2 separate regions of the Sus scrofa genome follow, and region 2 is linked to region 1. The links are chromatin contacts, called in public promoter capture Hi-C maps. All regions are on one chromosome and are shown on one strand. Each heading gives the region's core, a stretch centred on a gene start, on an enhancer-like site or on the middle of the called end of the contact. The rest is flanking DNA. Distances are from core to core; before and after follow the strand shown. Region 1 holds the start of AACS (acetoacetyl-CoA synthetase). Region 2 holds the start of UBC (polyubiquitin-C).

Evidence for each region. Promoter capture Hi-C pulls out the DNA fragments that hold promoters and counts their contacts.
Region 2: a promoter capture Hi-C map of liver shows a contact between it and region 1, with 3 times the contacts expected there. The contact joins the promoter of UBC here to the promoter of AACS in region 1. A contact is called at or near these places in 1 of 5 promoter capture datasets (liver), 8 of 47 Hi-C or Micro-C datasets (heart right ventricle, liver, mesenteric adipose tissue and 2 more) and 1 of 2 datasets of contacts at active chromatin or transcription factors (skeletal muscle).

What each region holds. Positions count from the first base shown.
Region 1 is chr14:28,165,970-28,173,576 of Sscrofa11.1, reverse strand. It overlaps AACS (acetoacetyl-CoA synthetase), which reads left to right and starts at 4,316. Exons shown (of 18, transcript XM_021072487.1): 1 at 4,316-4,628. The coding sequence starts at 4,496.
Region 2 is chr14:28,249,507-28,257,230 of Sscrofa11.1, reverse strand. It overlaps UBC (polyubiquitin-C), which reads right to left and starts at 3,374. Exons shown (of 3, transcript XM_021074017.1): 1 at 3,319-3,374; 2 at 143-395. TRNAA-UGC (a tRNA gene) reads right to left here and starts at 5,880; the gene lies at 5,809-5,880.

The DNA of each region.
Region 1 (7,607 bases), core at 3,067-5,566:
CAGTCATACTTACATCGTTTATACTTTATTTTAGTTTTTTAGGGCTGCACTTGCAGCATATGTAAATTCCCAGGTTATGGGTTGAATCGGAGCTACACCACAGCCACAGCAACAAGGGATCCAAGCCTTGTCTGGGAACTACACCACAGCCCACAGGAATGCAGGATCCTTAACCCACTGAGCAAGGCCAGGGATTGGAACTACATTCTTATGGATACTAGCCGGGTTCTTAACCTGCTGAGCCACAATGGGAACTCCTCTATATTTATTTTAATTCAACTCTAGCTCCCACCATCATCAAAGTCTCAAGTTAGCCTCTGAACTTGCCTTTTTTTTTTTTTGGCTGGGCCCTTGGCATGCAGAAGTTCCCAGGCTGTGCCACAGCAGTGACCTTAGCCACAGCAGTGACAACACTGGATCCTTAACCTGCTGAAGCACCAGGGAACTCCTGAACTTATCTCAAAGAGGGTTCACTAAGTTTTGCAAGTATACTGTACTCATACAACCTTAAACTTAAGCATACCCTTTGTCGTAAGCACATAATGAATCAAAATCTTTAATGAAACCTGAAAATTTCTTCTGAATAGCACAAAGCATCATACTGTGTATATATTCTTTTTTTTTTCTTGTCTTTTTGCCTTTTCTAGGGCCGCAGCCACAGCAACGCGGGATCCGAGCCGCGTCTGCGACCTACACCACAGCTCACGGCAACGCCGGAACCTTAACCCACTGAACAAGTCCAGGGTCTGAACTCGCAACCTCATGGTTCCTAGTCGATTCATTAACCACTGTGTCACAACGGGAACTCCCGTACTGTGTATATATTCTAACACTGTATATGTTAAAAATAATTAGCCTTAATTAAAAGTATTACATTATTAAATGTAAACATGTAAAGTAGGCATTTAGGAGTTCCTGTGGTGGCTCAGCGAAAATGAATCTGACTAGCATCCACAAGGACTCAGGTTTGATCCCTGGCCTTGCTCAATGGGTAAAGCATCCAGTGTTGCTGTGAGTTGTTGTGTGGTGTGGGTCGCAGATGCATTTAAACCATAACACAGTATCAGCATTTCTTCATTTTTTTCCCTATGCTCATAAGAATTTAAGTGGCTTGGCCTTGTTTTTCAACCTCTGAGTTTGGGTGGATAGTATATTACCATTTAGAGAAGAAAGACTTCATAATATTTATTTATGTGTTTATTTTGTTTTATTTATTGTGGAATTTGTTATTACTGGTAGCATATAAGAAAACACCAAGGATCTTTCCCTAAACAGTGTCTCCCATAAATATTGAAAGATTGAATCCTGCGAGGAAAAGCTAAGTTATTTTTCTACGGTTCTGCCCTGGGGGAATTGGGATATGCTGCAATGCATTGAAGTTCTGAAGTCTCTGACAAGACACAACAGCTGCCTTGAAATGTCTGTATCGCTTAGTGGTGTCCCAGAATCTGACCACTGTCACCTTTGCAAGATCCCTCAGAGCCTCAGACCTCACCCCAAGACAGCACAACCTGAGACAGGCCAGCCAGGTCCTGGTCCTGCTCTAAAGAGGGGAATTGAGAGCTTCCCCTGCGCATTTTGTCTTCCAGAGGGGTAATGAGTCTTTTCGGGACAATTGGGGCGAAGAGAGCATCAAATCTCCTTATCGGTCTGATTCATCAAGTGCATTGAATCTCACACATGCTAGGAGCCCAAAATACACACCTGAACATTAACGTGAAAGAATAAGCGTGTCCTAGCCCTTCAGACGCAAATCCCTCCTTTTTGCTCCCCAGAAGTCAAGCTCAAGGCTGTAACTCCTGTAACTCAGTAAGCTCAAAGGTGAATATTTCGGAATTGAGGGAGACAAAGAGTCACAGCAGGACAGACCCGCAGGGGACAGGTTGTCAAGGTGACTACACCCGCCCTTAACAGTCGAAGGGTGATCCCGCCCCGCACTCCTTTTTCCGGATTTCCTTTGCGATTGGCTGAGAGGCGTGGCCTCGAGGCACCGGGACGCCTCTCAATTGGTTGGATCTCAGGCCCGCCTTTCACCATGAAAGGCCTGGGCCGATGTGAGGCCAGCTCCCTGGCAGCCAATCAGTGTGCGAGCTGAGTGTGGTTCGTCAGTGTGGACTGGATCCCTCCGCCGGCAGCGAGGGCGCGGGCTCCTGGATGGGCGGGGCGGGCTGGTGTCCTGAGAGGTTGTCCGGATGGGCCGCGGGGACGTTTGTCGTGCCAATTGGAGGAGAAAGGAGCAGAGCCACAGAACCGAGCAGCTTTGTCCCTAGGGGGCTATCCCTTCTTCTGAGAACTTCTCCAGCATATTCGAACACTCTCGTGGCATCCAAAAAATTAAAAAAAGACTCCCAAACCCAAAAGAATCAGTACAAATACACACAATAAATAAAAGAACGCCAAGAAAAATAAAAGAAAGGTGTAAATTGCCTGGAATATCCAAAAGAAATGCTCAATATAGTCTTAAAATATTGACAATATTGACAACTCTAAAACTCTCAAGTAACCTCTCCCTAAATATTTGCATTGATATTTTGCCCCGGGCTATAGGATTACCGAATCTGGGCACTTCTTTGAATTATAACCACCTACAATAGAGTGGAGTGGTGGGGGAAGATTTCCAAGCAAGTGCAGCCTTCTGGAGGTCGGAGAGAATAAGATTTCTCTGTATCCTATTGCACCATCTAACCCCTCCTTCACTTTTTGTGCCTGCTGAATACACTAGAGACTGTATTTTTCATGATCCTTTTCTTTGGAAGCCTGGCGTCTGAAAAATGAACTTTGCAAATACATAAGAAGCCAAATCAAACCAGAGGGTGGAGAGTCACCTCATCTGGTCACATTCCGTTCCCTGCTCAAAACAATTTAGAGATTAAACCGTAGCATGCTTTAGATGGCTTGTATGGCTGGTCTAAATCTCTAGGATTGGGGAGAGTGGCTCAGTGGTTAACGAATCCGACTAGGAACCATGAGGTTGCGGGGTTCGGTCCCTGCCCTTGCTCAGTGGGTTAACGATCCAGCGTTGCCATGAGCTGTGGTGTAGGTTGCAGACACGGCTCGGATCCATTGTTGCTGTGGCTTTGGTGTAGGCCAGGGGCTACAGCTCCGATTTGACCCCTAGCCTGGGAACCTCCATATGCCGCAGGAGCAGCCCTAGAAAAGGCAAAAAAAAGAGAAAGAACCCATTAGGATGCAGGTTCAATCCCCGGCCTTGCTCAATGGGTTAAAGGATCCAGCGTTGCTGTGAGCTGCTGCATGGGTCACAGAAATGGCTAAGATGGGATGTTGCTGTGACTTTGGTGTAGGCTGGCAGGTGCAGCACCGATTCCATTCCTAGCCTGGGAACTCCTATATATGCAGCAGCTGTGGCTGTAAAAAAGAATCCAACTGCAATGGCTTGGGTCACCGCGGAGGAACGGGTTCCATCCATGTTGCCCATGGATTCCATCCGATGACTCCCCACCATTTATTTATCTCTATTCCTGTTGAAGATCTTGACTTGTTGCCATATTTTCTCCTCTGCTCTCCCCTTGGGGCTGGAGAGGAAGTGGAGAGGTTGAACTTTGACACATCACTTGGGGTACGTACCATCTCCTCCTAGGTACGTACCATCCACCCGATTTCCACAGCCCCATGGGTGGGCAGGGAGGACCGAGGCAACCACACCAGCAAAGCCAGAAAAATCCTCCACCAGCTCTTTGGCCTGGTTAACTCAGCAAACTTGGCACAGTCCATTGGCTGACTCTTCCATCATTTACTTATCCCCATTTATATGTATATGCTGTATGTGAATATATATGTATCCTATATATCTGACCTATACAGGATTCGTATCTATAGATACCCATATATAAGTTTACATAGATAGACTTCTTTAAGTGTCTGCATATGCATGGAGATATTTTGGAAAGTAGAACAAAGACCTGCCGCTGGCTTAAATAAGCAGTCTTGGAGCTTAGACAGGTTGTAGCGGAAAACTGATTTTGCCCAAGTTCTAACAAAGGAGTCAGGAAGTGGGACTCAAGGGAAGGGCGAGAAGAACTTCTGGGGTAAGAAGCTGATAGACTTCTATTTCCAGCAGCTACTGAATAACAGGCTCTACCAGGCCAGTCCAGAATCAAGGTGATGGATGGTGGTTTCCAATCAGAGACTTAGCGCTGCTTTAACCCCTCCACGCTCCAGGCGATGTTGGGGAGCCTGTGCCCACGGAGCGGGCGCAGACACCTGGCCGGTGTATGAAGATTTCAGTCCTGCGGCGGCAGCACTCCTTTGCGAGGCGCGACTCCCGCGGAGGGTTACACCTCGAGAGGGGTGGGGCCTACAGAGGGGGGGCCTGGAGGGGGCGGGGCTCCCCGGGTGTCCTACCGGGTGGTCGCGCCCGCTGCAGTTGCTTTCAGTCAGCAGAGCAGCTCAGCCAGTAGTCTCGCACCCCAGCGTCAGCCGCCGTCCCCGGTCCGGTCTCCCGTCCCAGCGCAGCCGCGGCGTCCCTGCCGCAGCCATGTCCAAGGACACGCGGGCCGGGCAGGAGGAGATCCTGGAGTGCCAGGTGATGTGGGAGCCTGACAGCAAGAAGAACACGCAGATGGACAGCTTTCGGGAGGCCGCGGGCGCCGTCTGCGGCCTGGCCCTGGGTGAGTGCAGGGCGCGTGTTCTGGGGGCCGGGAGCTTCCAGAAATCGGCTTCCACCCAAGGGGTCCAAGGAACCACCTTGGCAGAAGGACCTTCCTCCTGGGGTCCGGGGCGCCTCCTATGCCTGAGCGTTGATGTCAGGACCCCACCTCGTAGTTGGAGTTGGACTCCTGATTTCCAGTTTCCCTACTCTGAGGCCTGGAGGAGCCATTGGAGATGGGGGCCCCTCTTCAGGGTGTAGCGCATCTTCTGACTGTGGGGCTTTGCCCCCTTGTCTGTGCGGGCTCTCACTTCCTTTTCTCTTCATTGCAGCATCCATCTCCCTGGCAGGATCGCCCCTCGGGCCTTGGGACCGTTGTAGACCGAGAAGTCCCTTGCTAAGTGTTCATCTGTAAAGTGGGGAGCTCCCTGGGGTCTTGCCATCCAGCCTGGGGGGGCTTCTCCCTGACACAGGGTCTTTCTGACTTTAGATTTTCTGGTCTCTTGGTGGAGGGAGGGGGTCACCTGCCAGCCATTGGTACCTTGGGCTGCCCTCTCGTACCCCACCAGGCTGACCCCACTAGAAGGCCAGCCTGGATTCCAGGCCCCTAGGAGAAGGATGGTCAGCTAGGGTTCTGTCTTTGGGATCCAGGTGGAAATCCCCTCACATGTTTATATACCTACCCTGAATGGAACCTGGGCCAGGGCCTCCCTTCCAACTCCCACCCTGGTGTCAGGAGCCACCGGGCTGGGTGTGGACCTGGGTGAGAAGTTTTCTCCCAGCTCTACCTGGCTTGTCCACCTACCTCCTGGGTACCCCCGGCCTCTGGGGTCTTCACCTATTAGGACCCTTTCCTCCCCTTCTCGCCCCCTCCGCTGGCACCAGGGACTCCAGTGATTCTGGCTTCTTCCATCACTCCCTTTCCCCCCCAATGCCAGCACCTCCTCTGGGGCTTTCATTTCCTCTTCTCTGAACACAGGTTCGTTTTCCTGCTTCCTGCTTTTCTTCCCTCCCCCTCAACACCACTGTGTGTTTTGCTTGGGCAGCCTTGAAGCACAGGTCTGACTTTATCAACACCGGGTCCCCTGCCCTACCCCCTCCAGGCTCACAATGTCTCCTTGTTGGCTGTGTATTTGCAAACCCTGCCACCTGGCAGCTTCCAAGCACGCCAGTGCGATGGGTGTCATAGCTTCCACGGAGCCCCTTCCCTTGGCTTCCCTCTCCCTCCTGCCTGCTCCTAGAAGAGCGCTTGGCTTATTACTGTCAGGGCCTTTCAGGTCATAGTTGCTAAGTTAATGTTTGTTGACCTGGGAGACAGACTTGACTCCTAAGAAGAGCCAGGAGTGGAACTACATCCTCATTCCGTGTTACTTTGCCTTGATTCTGTCTCTCTCTTTTTTCAATCCTCGGCTCAGCACACTGGGTTTTTTTCTTCTTTTTTCTCACGCCTGCACTTGTGGCATATGGAAGTTCCCGGGCATATGAAATAGTTCCCAGGTCGAATCAGAGCTGCAGCTGCCGGCCTACACTACAGCCGTAGCAACACCAGACTGAAGCCTCATCTGCAGCCTACACCACAGCTCATGCCAATGCTAGATCCTTAACCCCCCGAGCAAGGCTAGCGATTGAACTTGCATCCTCACAGAGACAGTGTTAGGTCCTTAACCCACTGAGCCACAACAGAAACTCCCCATCTCTCTCTTCTCTGCCAGCTGTTCTCCTGGGGATTGCCTAGCCCTGATGTTTTACAAACTGATTTCACAGAAGGGTGGTCCTGTGAGGTTGGTGAGACCTATTTGTAATCTGACTAGCCATGCAATCCGAAGGAAGTCACTGGACCTCCCTGAGCCTCAGTTTCTTATCTGTTAAATGGGCAGAATGAGAGGCCCGTGTCATTGGGTGGATGTGAGGGTGACAGGAGATGACCAGGCCCAGTGCTGGCCTGCACCTGACCTGTGGGGGTTGTGGAGTAAATACTGGCAGCACCGTAGCTCACAGCCTGCCTGTCTATCTCCTGTCTGTCCTTTAAGGCTGGGATTGGTGGCCCGTGGGCCAGATTGGACCTGCTGACTTAGTTTGGGTGGCTCACACATTGAAAGATTGCATAGGAAAAACAAGATCTCAAGTTTCTTTTGAAAACTCAAAGCCCAGGGATGCTGGGTCTGTGTCCTCACGTGACAGCATCAGCTGAGTTGAGTGGGAATCCTCTCTTGGTCTAGGGGTGGTTTGGAGCTAGGTTTTTTCTTTTTTCTTTTCTTTTCTTTTTTTTTTTTTTTTTTTGGCTTTTCAGGGCTGCACCCACAGCATATGGAGGCTCCCAGGCTAGAGGTTGAATCGGAGCTATAGCTGCAAGCCTCCACCACAGCCACAGCAACTCGGGATCCAAGCCACATCTGCAGCCTACATTACAGCTCACGACAGTGCCGGATCCATGACCCACTGAGTGAGGCCAGGGATTGAATCCGAAACCTCATTTGTTTCTGCTGTGCTGTGACGGGAGCTCCTGGAGCTAGGTTTTTTCTTTTCCTTCTCTTCCACTCCTGATGGTTGACTCAACCTGCTTCTCTCTTTTCCGTGGACCTGGCTCTGGAGGTTTGGGGTTTTGCTTTAAGAACAAACTCAAGTGCCACCTACCCTTTGGTTATCCTCTCTGACCATTTTTTCCTCTGCTCTCCAAGTGCATGTAATTTAGACTTTCAGCCTGCTTTGCCTTTTCATTTACTTGTGAGCACTCATTGCTTGAAGACAGCACCTCTTGGAGTTCCCTGGCGGCCTAGCAGGTTAAAGGTCTGACATGGTCACTCCAGTGGCTGGGGTCACTGTTGTGGCAAGGGTTTGGCCCAAGAACTTCTGCATGCTGCGGGCACCACCAAAGGAAAAAAAAAACGACAGCACCCTTGAACTTGTGTCTGCACCGCCAGCGGTGGCTTGTGTGTAGCTGGCATAGTGAGTGGTGCTGTTGCTGGGGTATACAGGGAGAAAAGCACATGATCTCTCAGGC
Region 2 (7,724 bases), core at 2,125-4,624, 85 kb before region 1:
TCTAGGTGGCCGTTCGTCTTAAGGCTATTCCGCACGAGGGCCCCGGGTGACTAAGCAGCTCGGCTGCCCTTCCGCCGCGGCGGGCAAGCAGACCTCCCGCACCCACCCCCGCAGCCGCAAGACCCCCGGACGTCCGCCTCACCAGGTGGCAGTGGCAACAGCGGTCACAGAAGAAACGCAGGCAAACTCCCGGCCTCCACGAAACTGCCTGCGCCACACCCGGTGCTTCCTTATATAGCCATCGGTAGCACCGCCCCAGTAGATTCCTCCGCAGAAACGCCGAGAAGGGACTACTTTTCGCGGCCCTTCCTGCCCTCTGAAGAGAGAAGCAGTCCCCCCAGAATCTTCTAATTTCACTCCTAGAATGCTTTCCTGTGAAGACTCGAACACTGGGGCTGATTTTGGGGGGGGGGGACGAGGCCTTAGTCCTGAGCGGCCGAGCGGAGGGATCAGCGTGTTCGCTGAACACTGCGTCCGCGGACAGGGCCGGTACTCGGCTGGTTGGGGGGGGTGTGGGGGAGGTGCCGCGGAAGGTGCGAAAACCCGACACGGAGTCCTCTGAGCGTCCGGAGGGGGCTGTCCCCGCTGCCGGTCCCCGGCGCCCCCTCCCCTCAACCAGGAAGGCTCGCCTTTCCTGAGACCCGCCCTCGGCTAACAGGGGTCCCGCCGAGCGCCTCACGATGAATCGGGGTCCCGCTCCCCTGGCCCGAGTTCCGCCGTGCCCCTCCCCCCAACCCCTCTTCCCCGCCAGCGAAACCGTGGGGTCTTTATTCTGGGTCTCCCATAGGTAACGATAGTGTTTCTGTTTCCATAAACTTCCCCTCACCCCCAGTGGGTCGCGAGGACTTCCCGGGGGGTCTAGTCACCCCAACTGTGGCGGCCGAACCCATCCCCCTGCGGGCGGGCACCGGGACAAGAGGAATGACTCGACAAATCTCGGGGCCGGGCCTCAAGCCCGCCTCAGGAGGGTCGTCAGGACCTGCAGGAATTTTCTCACAACGCAGGAGTGAAAAATAAGTGTCCAAAGGAGAAATGCCTGTGACAAGTTCACATTGAATTTTGAAAAGTAAAAGCAAAAATTCCACACAGCTGTGAAACACTCCTTGCGCTGGACCTGAAAGCTGACAGAACTTTGCGGATTGCTCTTCGGCCTTCCTGTTTTGTTCCCGATTATGAGCAAGAAGGCATCAGAATTTCACTTCTGCTGCCATTTGAACTCAGAAATCAGAAATCAAATCTATTTAAACCCACGTTTTCTTTTTTTCTTTTTTTTAATTTTATTTTTTAATGAAGTTTTTTATTGTAGTTGATTTATAATGTCAATTTCTGCTTTACAGCAAAATGATAGTCATGCATATATATACATTTCCTTTCTTATCGCTGAGCCTGAGATTTTTAAAAGGACACTAATTGTAAGTTCTGTATAGTCCTGGTGGAAAAAAGACCCCAAGTATGAAATTTAAATCTATAGACAAATTCCATTTGGATAAAAGAAAAAGATCACCAGTCAGATCTTTTTCATTTTGATATTTTATTTTGTGATCTCTGTGTCATTTCTCCAGCATATTTTTTCCTTTTTTCAAAAAGCATACTTAAATTTTTTTCCAAAGGCATATTTTAAAAATGTTTTAAAATATATGAACGTGATGAAAACTTAAAACAGGTTTTCTATAGTTTATAATGAAAAACCTCCCTCATGCACTCAATTCCCTAGCCACTGTTCTTTCTAGACTCTTCTAGAAATATTCTCTATTTCTATAAATGTGGGGAGGGTGTTTTTAATTTTTACCCTTGAAGCTTTCAATAAATATATAGAAAAAGAGAGAACCGACTAAAAAATACCCTGCTATTAGGAAAAGACTACATTCCTGTTGGAATTATAAACATTATGTTATTTAAATACTGTACTTAAAATGAGAATAAAAACAAAACTATGTTTTCTTTGGCAACCTGTGTCTGTAGGTATTTATGGGAAAGGTCTAAGCAGTATTCAAAACAGACTTTAACTCCTATCGTTTTAAACATTTTCAAAGAGAATGAATTCATTACCAAGAAATGTAAATGAATAATAAAAATAAAATGTCATTTTTCAGTTTAGCAGGAGACCTCAGTGACTTCCAGTAGAGATTTCTGTGAGGGATATTTCTAAATTTCTGAAAAGAGGGTTTAAAGGAACAGAACATCAAAGCTCTGTATAAGGTTTCCTTCTTGAATTCCAGAAAGAAGTTTTCAGAGGAACAAAAAGCTGAGGTTCTTTCTCAGGTGACTAGGCCTGGCTTCAAACCACACCCTGTTTTCTTTTGGCTGTTCTTTCACTGCAGGTCTTATGATTCATGTTGTTTAAAGGCTGAGTCACGAGCTTTGTGACATAGCTTTTTTTTCAAGAGTCCAAAAACTACAGAGAAAAACAGACCTGATTTCAGAGGCAAGGGAAGGTGAAAAGGAGAAAGAGGGGGAGAGGGGGAAGAAGAAAGGCTCCAAGGGTGAGGACTGGGTCCCAGGGCTATCTCCAAAGAGAAAACAATATTCTTAGGCGCTAACAACACTGATGTTGTCTCTAGCAGGAAAATTCTCTACTAGAGAATTTTGGTCTCTAAGTCCAACAGTGGGTTTTGTTGAAGCAAATAGAAATAAACATTTGTCCAAGGGCACTGAAGTGAAAGGGAGGAGGGGGAAGTAAACTCTCAGGGAGGTAGATGCTGTTTCTCTAGAGCAGTGGTTCTCAACCAGGAGCGACTTGGTCCCTTGGTGGACACTTGGCAGTATCTGGAGACATTTTTGCTTGTCACAGCTGTGGTGTTGGGGTTGAGGTGTGCCGCTAAAATCTAGTGGTAGAGGCCAGGGATGTTACTAAACATCCTGCAGTGGCCAGTCCCCCACAAAAACAGAATTACCCAGCCCCCAAAGTCAGCAATGCAATGGGTTGACAAATTCTGCTCTACGGAGGATTTTTGTTGTTTTTGTTAGAGCTGCTTTTCTGTTTGCTGAGAAGGGCTCCCAAAGTCTAAATGTCCCACTTGGATTCGGGGATCGTGTACCAAGTCACGTTCCTACAACCTAAAATCCCTTGACCTAGAATGCAATGTGCTAGAATATGCCAGAAGCAGGATGAGTCATTGGATCCATTTTCAGTTCCTTCCACCCACTGATCCATCCTTTGCAGGTGCCCCAGAAGGGATGGCTTCAGAGCTGGCACCAATGGAAGAGTGACAGAGGCCCAGCAACACGGCAGGATTGGCGGGCAGGCAAGAGCACGTGATGGGCTGAGCTCACAAAGGGCCTGGGTGTTGGGCTGTTGGGGATTGGACTGGAGCCTACCTGTCTGCCTTTCCTCCTTTCCCCAAAGGATTCAGCTCTCCTGAAGGTCACCACCTTGTATGGGACTTAACTCAGCGTCATGAGAGTGTCTACGTAGTGACCAGCAAACATTTTCTTTCCAAGAGAAAGGGTGAAATCTGAGAGCTGGACGGGAAAGGTTTGACTTGCGTCATCATCAGTTATATAACCATAAAAGGGAATCTGCAGCTTAGGAGAGAAAAAATAAAAAGAAGCCCTAGGGACTCTACTCTGTCCGTTTTCCTGCTTACATTTATGTATTTGCATTCTGTGGCAGAACACAAACTGCTCCAGCTTAAAAATAACCCATCTTATCCCCCCGCCAGTCAGGAAGTCAGATTCAGTTCCAGTACCCAAATTTGCCTAACTTAGAAACACTAAGAAATTTTTTAACTCACTGGGGTTTTGTTTTGTTTTTTAATTTGCTGTTTTTAAATTGTGGCAAAATACACATAAAAATGTATCATCTTAACTATTTTTAAGTGTACAGCTCAGTGGCATTAATTATATTGTAGGGGAGGAAAAATAATTTTCCTTTTGGGAATCCTTCTTTTAGCTGAGACCCCTGTAATGAAAGACAGATTAGCAAGAGAAACAAAACAAAAGAAAACAAAAACAATAGTTTAGTAATATGCACACCTTGTGTATATATGGGAGCTACCCTCTGGGGGAAAATGTGTCACTTAAAAAAAAGGCTTTAGAATTTAGGCTTAAATACCATCTTAATAGGAAATTCTCTTAAAGGGAGAGTAAATAATTTTTACTGAGAAAATAGAAGAATAGATGGAGACAAGATAGTTGATGACAAAGTTTGGTGTCAAAGTTTGTCTCTCCTGTTTTAAGAGCCAATCTTCCCTGGTTGGTGAAAACTCCCTTGAGTTTCTTTTGCAAAATCTGTCTGGGCAGATTAGGGGAGTTGAGTGAAAGCCTCACTCTGCATTTGCTGCTTTTCAAGTGACTACACCTCAAAACAATATCAAATTGGGGTATTTGGGTGTCCATCACTGCCATCTGTGTCCACTCTTCGGCTTGCTAGACTGAAATTTTGTACGCATTAAACACTAACTACCCCCACCCCCAGCCCTGGGCAACCACCATTCTATTTTCTGTCTCTATGAATTTGACAAGTTTTTGGTACCTCATATAATGAGTTTTGTTAGTTTGTTTTTTAACTATGAAATAAAATCTAATTATTGAAAACATGTTTTCCAAAGATTCATGACATCTTTTCTAGAAAGTTCTGTCTCCCAGGACAAGCCTTGTTATTTGTTCTGTATGGTATTTTTTTTTTTTTTTTGTCATTGTGCTATCAGAAATACTGAATTATAAGACACAAAGTAAAACAGAAGCACATGATTCATGTTAGGCCTGGTAACTTTAGAATATTTTGTTCTTTTAACACCTTGTTGACATTTAGGGAGAAATAACCTTTACAGAAGTTCCTTACAAAAAAGGAGCTGTCACCAGTGCTCTAGTACCCACTGGTGAATCGTTTCATGAATTTCAGTCCCCCCCCCAAAAAAAAAAGCTGTGTAGAGTCAGATCCCTCTGGCTCTAAGCTGAGATGGTCTTTTTTTTCTTGGCAGTGGTGTATGGAAGTTTAAAAGTACCTGCACCACACAGGATCCTTTACCTACTGGGCCACCAGGGAACTCCTAAAGAGCTTTTTATTTTTATTTATTTATTTGCTTTTTAGGGCTACACCTTCAGCATATGGAAGTTCCCAGGCTGGGGGTCCTATCTGAGCTACAACAGCAGGCCTACACCACAGCCATAGCCACACAGGACCCAAGCCATATCTGTGACCTACACCACAGCTCACAGCAACACTGGATCCCCCACCCACTAAGTGAGGCCAGGGGTGAAACCCGCCTCCTCATCTAGCCAGATTCATTTCCACTGGGCCTTCCCGGGGAACTCCAAGAGCTTTTATTTTTAATGATAAAGTGCAGTGTATAAATACAGATATAAACAGTATGTGCACCACAGCCATTCGTGCAATCATTTGTGACCTGTTGCTGATGAAGCAGGAAGCAAAATCCTGCCTGCCAAGGCTACTGGTTTCCATTTGGGTGGCTCCCTCTGAAAATGGTGGTTACGGACAGCACAAATGAAGGGCGAGGGCAGGTACAGACGCCTGACATTTGAGTGGCGTCTGACGGCCAGGAATGAGTCACCGGGCCTCCAGGCCTTTTACTGCAGTCACAATGCCAGGAAGCGTATGGTAAACTCCCTAAATAATTATTCTCACTTTTGCCCTGGTTTCAGTTATCAGGTTTTGCCTTCACGTTTTCCTGCTAACTGCTTCCCTTTGCCTCCTCCAAGAAAAACACATTTGGAGAGTTAGGGATTTCAAGAAGGGCAGATTATGCCTATTGTAAAACTCCAAACTCCAACGAGTGACCGTAGGAATCAGATCTGTTAACAATCGCATTCTATGTGTTTTGTAGGAACAACACATGAAAAGGAAAGTGGAGATGCCGGGGATCGAACCCGGGACCTCATACATGCAAAGCATGCGCTCTACCACTGAGCTACATCCCCCACCCTGTCTACTTTGTTTTCTGAAATTCTCTGTTAAAGCCTAGTCAATAAAGACTTTTGGCTTTTTGAACTTAAAAATTTTGTATACTTAAATGGATGTTAAAGTTTAGCAAAAGCAAACCCAAACCAATCTTTGTATGTTTCCCAACTAAGCCCATCCTTCACAGGTTTGCAGCTGAAATTCTAGCCGATACCGGAACCAAGGAACAAAGGGAGACATATTCTTAAATGTTAACTCCTCACAGGCAGAAATGGAGGAAAGAATTTCTTTTTTTTTTTTTTTTTTTTTTTTGTCTTTTTTGCTATTTCTTGGGCCGCGCCCGCGGCATATGGAGGTTCCCAGGCTAGGGATCCAATCGGAGCTGTAGCCACCGGCCTACGCCAGAGCCACAGCAACGCGGGATCCGAGCCGCGTCTGCAACCTACACCACAGCTCACGGCAACGCAGGATCCTTAACCCACTGAGCAAGGACAGGGATCGAACCCGCAACCTCATGGTTCCTAGTCGGATTCGTTAACCACTGCGCCACGACGGGAACTCCGTGTTTTTTTGGTTTTGTTTTTTTTGTTTTGTTTTTTTTTTTAGAATTTCTTTCCAATAAATAAGGGCCTCGCCCCCATTGCACCTCCACCCAGAAACGTCTGAAAACCATTCCAACCTTCGGTGACTTTGAGGATTCCAGACTACCCCCCCCCCCCCCGTCTCCCACAGCATGCGGAAGTTCCAGCCCGGAGCCAAGGATGAAATCCTCCGCTCAGCAGACGTCAGGTCCTTAACCGGCTAGGCCACCAGGGAACTCCCAGCAAACTATTTTTTCCCCCTCCCATAAGAGCATACAAAATAAGCAAATTAAAAAGAAGAAGATCCAGGAAGCTTCCGTGTGGTGCAGCGGCTTAAGGATCCGGCGTTGCCGCAACTACAAGGTGGACTGGACCTTCCGCTTGTGGGTGCCCCCCTCCCCAAAGAAAAAGATCCAGCTCCCCACGCCTGGTATTTCTCTCCTCACCGCCGCCCCGGAATCATGGCTAAAACGCTGAGGAAGGAATCTCTTTGCAATAGCTCACTGAAAAGAGCCATTCCTTAACTGTCAATTAGCCCCTTTCTTTTCCCTAGTGCTCGCTGGTGAAGCACCGAGAGGAGAGAAGTCACCACATGTATGGCATGTCCTTCAAGTCATCAAGGCGCCACTCAGTGGTGAAGAACCAGTGAGAGACCAGGAGAACACAGAAAACTGAGGCTACACCTTTTTCCACCGGAACTTGAGATTTCCTGGCAGGAAATAGAGTCACTTGCTATGATTGGGAGAATGCACCAGAAAATGTCCTGCCACCTCGGTTCGTGATTAATCATCCCTCTTACGGCCTGCTGATACGTGAAATCCTTCACAGTAAAGTCCCAAATGAGCTGGTGCCCAGGACTCTGGCCTCAGCAGTCATGATTTCATTACCTCACCTCTCTCAGTCTCACCTGTGAAATGGAGTTTTGAGTAGTACCTACTTCATAGGGTGGTAGTGACTGGAGAATGATTATACATAAAATGTTTAGAATAGTATCTGGTACAAGGACTGTACTCTGAAACGCTAGTCCCTGGTATTTAAAATGCTGATATTGAAATACACCCTTTAAAAAAGCATTGCCTTGGAATTCCCTGGTGGCTCAGCTGGTTCAGGAACCCACATTGTCACTGCTGTGGCATGGATTCAGTCCCTGACCTAGGAACTTCTGTATGCTGCAGGCGAGGCCAAAAATAAAAATAAAGCAATAAAATAATTTTAAAAAAATTTTTTTAATTTTTATTTTTTTAAATGAGCCGATCTTGGAATTCCCTGGTGGCTCAGTAGGT